Regions from separate parts of the Mus musculus genome. Here all the other regions are linked to region 3. A link is a contact called in public capture Hi-C and promoter capture Hi-C data. All regions are on one chromosome and are shown on one strand. Each heading gives the region's core, a stretch centred on a gene start, on an enhancer-like site or on the middle of the called end of the contact. The rest is flanking DNA. Distances are from core to core; before and after follow the strand shown. Region 1 holds the start of Dgka (diacylglycerol kinase, alpha). Region 2 holds the start of Gdf11 (growth differentiation factor 11). Region 3 holds the start of Atp23 (ATP23 metallopeptidase and ATP synthase assembly factor homolog).

Region 1 (3,170 bases), core at 194-2,693, 1.8 Mb before region 3:
TGTTAAGAAGAAGGGTGTGGGGTAGCGGTATAGATCCGTGGTGCAGCACCGGAGAAGCACGTTCCAGGCACTGAAGCTCATCTGCAGCATGGTGGTGACAGTGATGGAGGAGGAAGAGGAAAAATGAAAACAAAAACAAAGCAGTGAAGGGTCAGGATGCAAGCAAACCAGAACAAACCTGAAAAGGACAGCAGAACAGAGACAGGTCACTCTCCGACTCCCGATCTGAATCTAAAGTTTAAATAACAACAGCAGCAGCAAACCCCACTACTCTAGAGAGTTGCTTCAACAGCTTTGTCTCCAAATACTTGAAGACTACTTACTTCTGTTTCCACTAGAGGGCCTTTTGTTTCTTTCGGTTTTTTTTTTTTCTTTTCTTTTCCTTTCTCTTCTTTTTTTTTCTTCTCTCTCTCTCTCTGACCCTCACTGGACCCGAATATATACACACATTTCCAACAAGCAGTCTGCTCTCCCACTCCTTTCTATTCCCAGCTGTAAGAGGATACAATTCCAAGAACACAAGGCTTTGTTGTGCTGCTCCTACTTCAGAGAAGGGTAGGAGGGAGTTAGTCGTGGGTTTGGGGCGGGGCGGGGGATGCAGGATGCCTGGGTCCCCAGTCCCTACCAGTAAATCCCCACTCATTGGTCTCCTTTCCGTTCAGCCTCACACCAACCATGCTGCTTCAAGAGTCCTGACAGCTCCAATAACAGGTAGGAGGAACTGAAAGGCTCTGCCTTCAGACTCTACCTTTGCCCAACGACTTCTGTGCCATCTGCCAAGGCCAGAGGGTAAAGTGCTAGGGTTGGGTATGAAGAAAAGGTGAACACAGTCAAACGTTGTTTTATGCACCTAAATCTCCACCCTAGTCTTAAGGAAAGGATATGGATTTTGAGAGAAAAGGCTGTGCATAGACAAGTCCGAGGCGGAGCTGAGGAACTCGGAGGAGAGGTGGGCAATTATCTCAGGCAGGGTCAAGCAATGTGAAGCCATGTGGAGAAGGAAATGCACCTAGGTCTAGGGTTGTGTGTGAATTGTGGAACTCTGGCCTTGCCTCTCTGGGTTCTCCTGAATGTGGAATCATTGACTTGGGCAGGCGCGTCCAAAGTGATGATTTGGAGATTGGAGGGCCGGCCAATTGCTGACCAGTCGCTGGGTGGTTCCAATCAGCACCCTGACCCCTACCTTGGCTTTCCTGGGAAGGGATGATGGGAGAGGCTTTGACTAATTAGAAAAGAAAGATAGAAGTAGAGCTGCCCCAGGCATGGGAAGACAGAAGCGTAGGAGTGGAGAAAGTGGCACAAACCAGAGCCCTGGAGATACTCTGAAGGCCCGGAGCAGATTGTGTTGGAAAGCTGGCAACAGCGGTGGGCTTGGGCGCGGCAGGAGGGCAGGCTGGGTCGGGGGCGGGCAGTGTGTCGTCAGGAGCTGGGCGGCCCCGCAGCGGCCGCGTCTTCCTAACCCGTCCCCTCCTGTCCAGCTCGGGCTCCGGCGCCCCTGCTCTGACCGTGCGCTCTCTTGGGTCAAGGTAGAGCCCCCGCGAGCCCCGTGCCACTCGCACACTCTCGCACCCGGCCAAAAGGGCAGCGGAAGGGGCCGCCCCACCGACTGGGTGAGGGCTGCGGCGTCCAGAGAAGGAAGCGTTGACAGCTGGAAGCTGCTGCTGGAAGGGTTTGCGCTGGGACTCCGGGACTGCCGTAGCGCTGCGCAAGACGCAAGACCGGGGTAAGCTGCGTTTCCCCCAGACCTTTCCTCCACCCTTATCCCTCTTGCTCACTCGGAGAGCTGGGAAGCTCAGCTCCTGGGAACTCGGAAGAAAGGTGCCTTTTGAAAACCCAAGGTGCCACACGGGTGAAGAAGGGTTCTTCTTTGGCCTCCGATCCTTTCCACACCTGTCACGGGGAGTTTTCTGGAAAAACTGGGTGGGAAGCCACTTTTCAGATTTAAATAAGAAATGAACCTGACTACCGAGGCAGAAAAGTAAATATTATTGGTCATCTCTACAGCCTCAAAAAATACAAGCCCACATCCCCCAACTATGCCAACATCGTAACTTCCTCCTGTACTAGTAGCTACGACACCCTCCGTACAGGAACATAGTGTGCCACCCCCTTATCCAGGCAACACAATTATCCCTGATGTTTATGGCGATTTAATGAATTCTGATGCTTCAAGACAAAAACAAAACAAAAAACAACCTCTCTGACTAGTAGCAGGGATGGGAAGGAAAGAACGGACCCTCAACCCTGGGAAAAAGGGATGCCTGATGTGGTTAGTCCAGCTCATTAGGCTTGGTTCTAAAGCTAGGAGTACCTGCTCTGTGAAGTCTCTTGCTGGGGCATCCTGAACGTCCTAGAAACACGCTAATTCTTGAGTAATGATGAATTTGAAAGCGGGTAATGAAGTGAAAGGAAACGTTAAGTGTTAGTGGAAACCTTATCTCTTTGATAGCTGCAATTTTAGTATTCAGTGTTTAAAGTTAGATCTGAAGAAGGAGAGGCGCCAAGATTTGGTGGACGTAATTTGAACAGGTTGTCTAAGAGTCTTGACTGGGATCCTAAGCCCAGAATGTTGTAGGATTCTTTCCCTCCCCTCCAAGTCAGTTTCTCTGGTCTCACCCTAAGTTGGTAGAGGTGAGGGAAACCCGGGGTGGGGTTGGGGGGAGGGGGAGCGTGAGTCACAAATAGCTGGGGGTAGGACTACAGACACCACCCTTCCAGCCCTGCATCTGTCTGGACTAGCCCAGGTTATAGCCTCAGGGTTGGGATGAAGCTAGAAGACTTTGGACTTGTTCCAGGTCTTTAAGATCCCAGGATCCTGTAGTTTGCTCTCGGTCAGGTCCAGGGGCAGCCAATTTATACTCTCTGACAGAAGTCAGGGCATCTGACTAGATCCCTAGAAACCCCTATGTCCAGGGTCCCAACCCACAGATGTTCCTAACTCTATAGTTTCCAGCCACCTCCTCATTTTCTCAGAGGCAAATTCACCATCTTGATGCTACTACATGTCTGTACCTGACATAAGTATTTGTATTTTAAGTGGAAGGTACATAGTTGAGCCTTGCTACGGATAGAAGTCACTAGAATTTGTGAGTTCTTGGCTTAAAAGTACCATTTATCCTAATATCCAAATGTGTTTCTTTTTCTCACTTTGTGGGTGTGTAGGGGGACAG
Region 2 (3,073 bases), core at 358-2,857, 2.0 Mb before region 3:
GAGAGCTCTCTGGAGGCTGAGGCAGGAGGATAACTGAGTTTGAGGCCAGCCTGGGATGCATCTGAGACTCTGTCTCAGAGGATAGAGGAAAAGGAGAAGAAAGGGTTTAGGGGAGGGGAAGAGGGGGAAAAAGAGAAACAGAGACCTGGGAAGAGGGAACCAGCAGTAGTGGCTGAGCACACCTGTACACTGTCTTCCTCGTGTACTGAGCTGTCTGGCTGCGCTTAGGACCACACCTGAAGACCATGGCTGGTCCCATTCCAGAGTGGCTCCCCTTGGGGTTTGCTATCTCCACATTAGACATCTGAGTATAGACCCTGCTCTTACCCTTACGCCTAAAACTTCAAGCTTTCTCAGACATGTAAGACCTTACAAACACAAAGACGTAGCTAGGAACCCAGAGAGAGGGTCCAGATTCCTCGCCAAGCACCACTTTCAAGCCCTACCTCATCCCTCATCTGGCTCTTCCCCTCATGGCTCCCACCCTTTCCAGCCCGATCACGATCACTCTCTTTGTTCTATTAAACCTCAATCTCAAGATCACAGGCCTCCTAGATAGTTTTCTTCCGGGCTCAGTACTTGTCAACTTCTCAGCTTGTCCCTGGCCTCTTCCTCTCCTGACCGCCTTCATCCCTGTGATAAATCAGCCTGATGTTCCATTTTATGGGTTCTTTAAACATCCTGGGCTACCTCTGGTAGCTGAGGCTATTCTTCACATCTCCACCTCTTCCCCTTGGGTGTCTCTTTGCGCTCCAACCAAGGCTGACTTGTGTGTGTTACTTCCTCCCCTGGTCTTTTCTCTGCACCTGCCTCCTCAGGGGTTGCTACCTCCAAGGTATCCCCTGTCTCTGCCTCTCCCTCTTGCGCAGGGTACCATCAGCTCCCTCTGACCCATCCGTTCTCTTGCCCACCTCTCCTGCTCTCTCCTGTTCGACTCCGTAGAATTCGGTTAGCCACCCCTCTTTGCGCTCTACCTTTGTCTTTGACTCTCTCCACTCTTAACTGTCCCACTAGTTTTTCTGGTCGTCTTCAGTCTTCGCTCTTGCTCTCTAGCTAAGTCTCTCCCTTCTGTGACTTCTTTTCTCTCTTTTGTCTCTCCCTCTTCCCTTCCTATCTGGGTATCTTTGGATCTGCCTCTTCCCCCACCCCCAACCCCTACCCACCGCTCCGTCTGTCCCCGATCTCTCTGACTCGGTCCCTCACGGCCTCTCCCCCCCTCCCCCTCATCTTTCGGTCTCTTCATCTTTCTCTGGACCCGTGCTCGCTCGTGTTCTCTCTCTCTCTCTCTCTCTCTCTCTCTCTCTCTCTCTCTCTCTTTTCCTCGGTTCTCTCCGGCTCCCTCTCTCGCCTCGGATGACAGCGCTACCTCTTTTGTTGGCTCCGCAGCCAATCGCGGCCGCTGACGACACGGGGGCCGGGGCTATAAAGGGCCCGGCCCGGGCTTGGGCCCCCCCAGCTGCCCGCCCCGGCCGCCCGCCCGCCCCGCCCGTGCGCCCGCCGCCCCCGGCCCCCGGCCCCCCCTCGGCCGGGCAGCCCCCAATCCCGCGCCGCCCGGACCCCCTCCTCCTCCCTCTTCCCTCCGCCCCCTCCCCGCGGGACTCCGGCGTCCCCGCCCCCCAGTCCTCCCCTCCCCTGCAGCATGGTGCTCGCGGCCCCGCTGCTGCTGGGCTTCCTGCTCCTCGCCCTGGAGCTGCGGCCCCGGGGGGAGGCGGCCGAGGGCCCCGCGGCGGCGGCGGCGGCAGCGGCGGCGGCGGCCGGGGTCGGGGGGGAGCGCTCGAGCCGGCCGGCCCCGTCCGCTCCGCCGGAGCCGGACGGCTGCCCCGTGTGCGTGTGGCGGCAGCACAGCCGCGAGCTGCGCCTAGAGAGCATCAAGTCGCAGATCCTGAGCAAACTGCGGCTCAAGGAGGCGCCCAACATCAGCCGGGAGGTAGTGAAGCAGCTGCTGCCCAAGGCGCCGCCGCTGCAGCAGATCCTGGATCTGCACGACTTCCAAGGCGACGCGCTGCAGCCTGAGGACTTCTTGGAAGAGGACGAGTACCACGCTACCACCGAGACGGTCATAAGCATGGCCCAGGAGAGTAAGTGGGCTGCGGGGTGCGCGCGGTGCGGTGCAGTCCGGGAAGGACCCGGAAGCCCTTTCTGCGAAAACTTGACGGATTGGGGAGCCGGGCCACTCCACACAACTTTTTGAGCGGAGAAGATGGGCAGCGGAGTTGAGTGCACGCCCCGTTCTAGGGTGGGGGGGTGGAGGATGGCGCGTTGGGGGAGGGGGGCCAAACCAGGCAGGTTGTGAGCTATTGCTTTCCATCCCTTGTGAGAAAAAGATTCAAGTTGAAGTAGTCCTAGAAACTGGCACCCTACAGTGACTTTTCTGGAGCGTTAGGTGGGGAGCTTCCGTGACCCGTGCAGTCTCAGCTGGGCCGCAGTGCCATCTTCCCACTGCTCTGGCACCAGCATCAACTCCTTGCCCGGTGCTCCGGAAGGCGCCCACCGGCTTTCGGAAAAACTAAGTGTTCCTCTAAGGCCATGGCATAGGACCCAAACCCGGTGTACGTCTCAGCAACTCAGCTGACACCTCTCCTTTCTGCACCTGATCTCGCACTGGGTATCCCCTAGGACCTAGAAGAGCTGTTCCTTCCTGGTACCGAAAGAGCTCAAATAACTCAACTCCACTGCGCTTGCCACTTAACGAGTATCATTTGGTTACTCTCATCTTAGCGTGCTCACTCCCTGTCCTACCCACAGCTGGAGCCAAAGAAGACCCAGGGAGAAAGAACTAGATGAGGGGGATGGGAGAACCCAGGCATCCGAGCCCCTGGCCAAACGGAGGATGAACACTCTGATAGACAGGAGCGGCTTTGAAATTTTATGGCCTGGAAAATCCAGGCCAATACTACCGCCCCCACTGCCTTCTCTCCCTAGGGTCAGGTGACTCCCTTTCCCCTCCCCCACTGACTGTAGTCCCCCCCCCCCCCAACTCCAGGGAACCAGGCTTTCTCTATTCCCTAGTGGTTTGGCAAGCCCCCCCTCCTTTGGTTTTATGGCTCTGAACAGAAGGGGGGGCTGGTTTATT
Region 3 (2,875 bases), core at 288-2,787:
TCTGTAGCAGTCTCAACAATGTAAAAGTCCAAAGTTCAAAGTCTCTTCTGAGATCCATCTAATCACTTAACTGTAATCCCCAAACCAAGACAGGAAATCAGCTGGGCAAACTCTAAACTCTGCATCTCCATGTCTGATGTGAAAGTGGTCTTGTGTCACCCAGCCTGGCCTTGACCTTGCTATGTAGCTTAGGATCACACTGAATCTTTGATCCTCCTGTCTTTACCTCCCCAGGGCTGTTGTTACAGGCACATGTTGCCACTGTCTGCTTGTGTGGTGCTGGGCGTAGAACCCAGCACTTCATGTGTATCAATCAGGCAAGCGCTCTCTCAACTGAGTAACACCTTCAGCCTTCTTCTGTAGCTGGGCAAGTTCTATCTGCAAATTAGGGTTGATACTATTTTGCAAGGTTGTCATGAGGACTGGTAATAATGTACATATGTGGACCTTGATAAAAAGAATCTAATCTTTGGCTTATGGCTTTATTAGTCTGTAAGTGCAGGCGCTCATATTTGTATAATATTCCAAGCGAGTGATGCCTTCTGCTTCCCATTCAACTCTTGTTTACGGAGCACCGTGACCCCTAAGTGCTGTTCACAAGGCATTGCATGCCTATTTTTCTTGGACATTTGTCCTCGTTTTCTCCAACTCTACCATCCTGCCTGGCCCGTGGGAGCAGGTGTTTAGCAGTGTGAGCTGAGCTGAATAATTTAGTGAGGAAAGAAACACACACACACACACACACACACTACGTAAAAGCTGGAAGTCTGTCATGAGAGCACTAACACGGACAAAGTGCCTTAAACTGCAGATCTGGCAACATTAATTTTGAGTAAGTGTGCTGGTGGACTCTGATTATGGGAACTGAGGAAAAAGCCTTTTTTTTTTTTTTTTAAGATTTATATATAAATACATTGTAGCTGTCTTCATAAACACCAGAAGAGGGTGTCAAATTACAGATGGTTGTGAGTCACGATGTGGGTGCTGGGATTTGAACTCAGGACCTTCGGAAGAGCAGTCAGTGTTCTTAACCGCTGAGCCATCTTTCCAACCACCCCCTTCTTTTTAAAAGATTTATTTTATTATATGAGTACACTGTAGCTGTTTCCAGACACACAAGAGGGCATCAGATCCCATTACAGATGGTTGTGAGCCACCATGTGGTTACTGGGAATTGAACTCATGACCTTTGGACGAGCAGTCAGTGCTCTTATCCACTGAGCCATCTCTCCAGACCCAAGATGTGTGTATCTTATTTCTGAGCAAGAGGAGGGTTGATGAATGGGTCCCCAGGAGCCACATTTTGATGAGACCAACCAGTCTTTGAAATATCCAAGCGTTTCTGAAAACACTGCCTTTAATTCGGTGTGAGTGGGTAGCGGGAATAAGAGAAACAGCAGGTGAGGGAGTGGGAGGATGGTTGAGGTGCAGAAGGCAATATAGTGGCCAGCATCGGCGGTCGCGAGGCACCGCCCATCAGCCCCGCCCACCGACCACGCCTACCAAGCCCCGCCCACGAGCTGCACGCCGCGTCTCCTTCGTGCTGGCCCGCGGAGCGTGCGCCGGCGGCGGAAGCGGCTGTCCTAGGTCGAGCGGGCAGGAGGAGGCTTGCGGGCCTCATGGCAGGAGCTCCGGGCGGCGGCGAGCTCGGCCCTGCGGCTGGCGAGCCACTGCTGCAGCGACCCGACTCTGGCCAGGGCTCGCCTGAGCCGCCGGCCCACGGGAAGCCCCAGCAGGGCTTCCTCTCCAGCCTCTTCACCCGGGACCAGAGTTGTCCGCTCATGCTCCAGAAGACGCTGGATACCAGTAAGAGCCGCGACCTGGAGGCTGGGGTCGGGGTGGCACAGGACCCGGGGGGTGAGGAAGGGCCCGGACGTGCCCCCACTGATCCCGGACTGCACTGCAGCCCTAGGGCTGCGTGGGCGGGAGGGGGCGTGGGCCTCCGCCCCACTCGCGCTTCTGAAGGCCTGGGCTGGGAGTCTGCCCTCCTGGGTCACACTCACCAGTTTCTTATGTAAGTTTTGCAGCGGCACGGGCTCTAGGGTGCAGGTGAGAGCTGGAAAGAGCTCCATTCATTAATAAGGCAGCTCTACTTCTGGCTATGCACCCCTTCCCTGGGGTGGGGGTGGGGTGGGCGATTCTTTAACCTTCAGTCACTGCAGTAGGAACTGTGGAGAATGCTAGAATAGGAACTTTTGAAAACCCTCGTGTTTATGCACCTAAGTGCATTTTTCTAGGGAGAGTTCCTAGCTTCATCATAGTCTCTAAGAAGCCTGTGACATCTAAGAGGTTTATTATTGCCGCGGGTCACCCAGGCACACTGGCTCCCACTGAGCAATTTATCTCCAGTCCCGGGACACTGCCTTGCTCCTCTGCATCTGCAGATTGCCTGTCTACCTCAGATTTATTTAGGAAAGTAAGATTTAAATGTATTCGACCCTCCAAATAGTTACTATTTTATAGCAGAATTGGTCATAATTCAATCATCAACTGATCAAAGATTTTACTGTCTTCTTTTTAAAGCTTTTTTTTTTTTGATTTCTTTATTTTTGTGTGTGATTGTCTCGCCTGCATGTGTGTCTGCGCACTCTCTGCATTCCTGGTGTCCAGGACTGTGAGCTACTATGCAGGTGCTGGGGAACTCACCCTGGGTTCTCAGCGAGAGCAACAAGTGCTACTAACCACTGAGCCATCTTTTTAGCTCCCTTCCTCCCTCCCTCCTTTCCTCTCCCTCCTCAGAGGTGAGAACTGAACCTAAGACCTTGTGCTTACCAGGCAAGGCCCTACCACTGGGCTCAATCCCTAAGCCACCGTTCTTCTCTCTTACTGGCCATAGACTCACACATTTCTGCTTGCTAACCCTCATTGAAGAACT

The links. Promoter capture Hi-C pulls out the DNA fragments that hold promoters and counts their contacts. Capture Hi-C pulls out chosen DNA fragments and counts their contacts.
Region 1: a capture Hi-C map of macrophages shows a contact between it and region 3, with 4 times the contacts expected there. The contact joins the promoter of Dgka here to the promoter of Atp23 in region 3. A contact is called at or near these places in 3 of 39 promoter capture datasets (embryonic stem cells and liver), 1 of 484 Hi-C or Micro-C datasets (B cells), 1 of 115 datasets of contacts at active chromatin or transcription factors (embryonic stem cells) and 3 of 9 other capture datasets (adipose tissue, liver and macrophages).
Region 2: a contact with region 3 is called in a promoter capture Hi-C map of pre-B cells, with 4 times the contacts expected there. The contact joins the promoter of Gdf11 here to the promoter of Atp23 in region 3. A contact is called at or near these places in 2 of 39 promoter capture datasets (cranial neural crest and pre-B cells).

The regions. Positions count from the first base shown.
Region 1 is chr10:128,742,349-128,745,518 of GRCm38.p6, reverse strand. It overlaps Dgka (diacylglycerol kinase, alpha), which reads left to right and starts at 1,443. Exons shown (of 24, transcript NM_016811.3): 1 at 1,443-1,723. Gm31504 (predicted gene, 31504) reads right to left here and starts at 572. Exons shown (of 2, transcript NR_168573.1): 1 at 324-572; 2 at 1-178.
Region 2 is chr10:128,890,252-128,893,324 of GRCm38.p6, reverse strand. It overlaps Gdf11 (growth differentiation factor 11), which reads left to right and starts at 1,607. Exons shown (of 3, transcript NM_010272.2): 1 at 1,607-2,078. The coding sequence starts at 1,640.
Region 3 is chr10:126,900,033-126,902,907 of GRCm38.p6, reverse strand. Atp23 (ATP23 metallopeptidase and ATP synthase assembly factor homolog) reads left to right here and starts at 1,537. Exons shown (of 6, transcript NM_001159559.1): 1 at 1,537-1,806. The coding sequence starts at 1,620.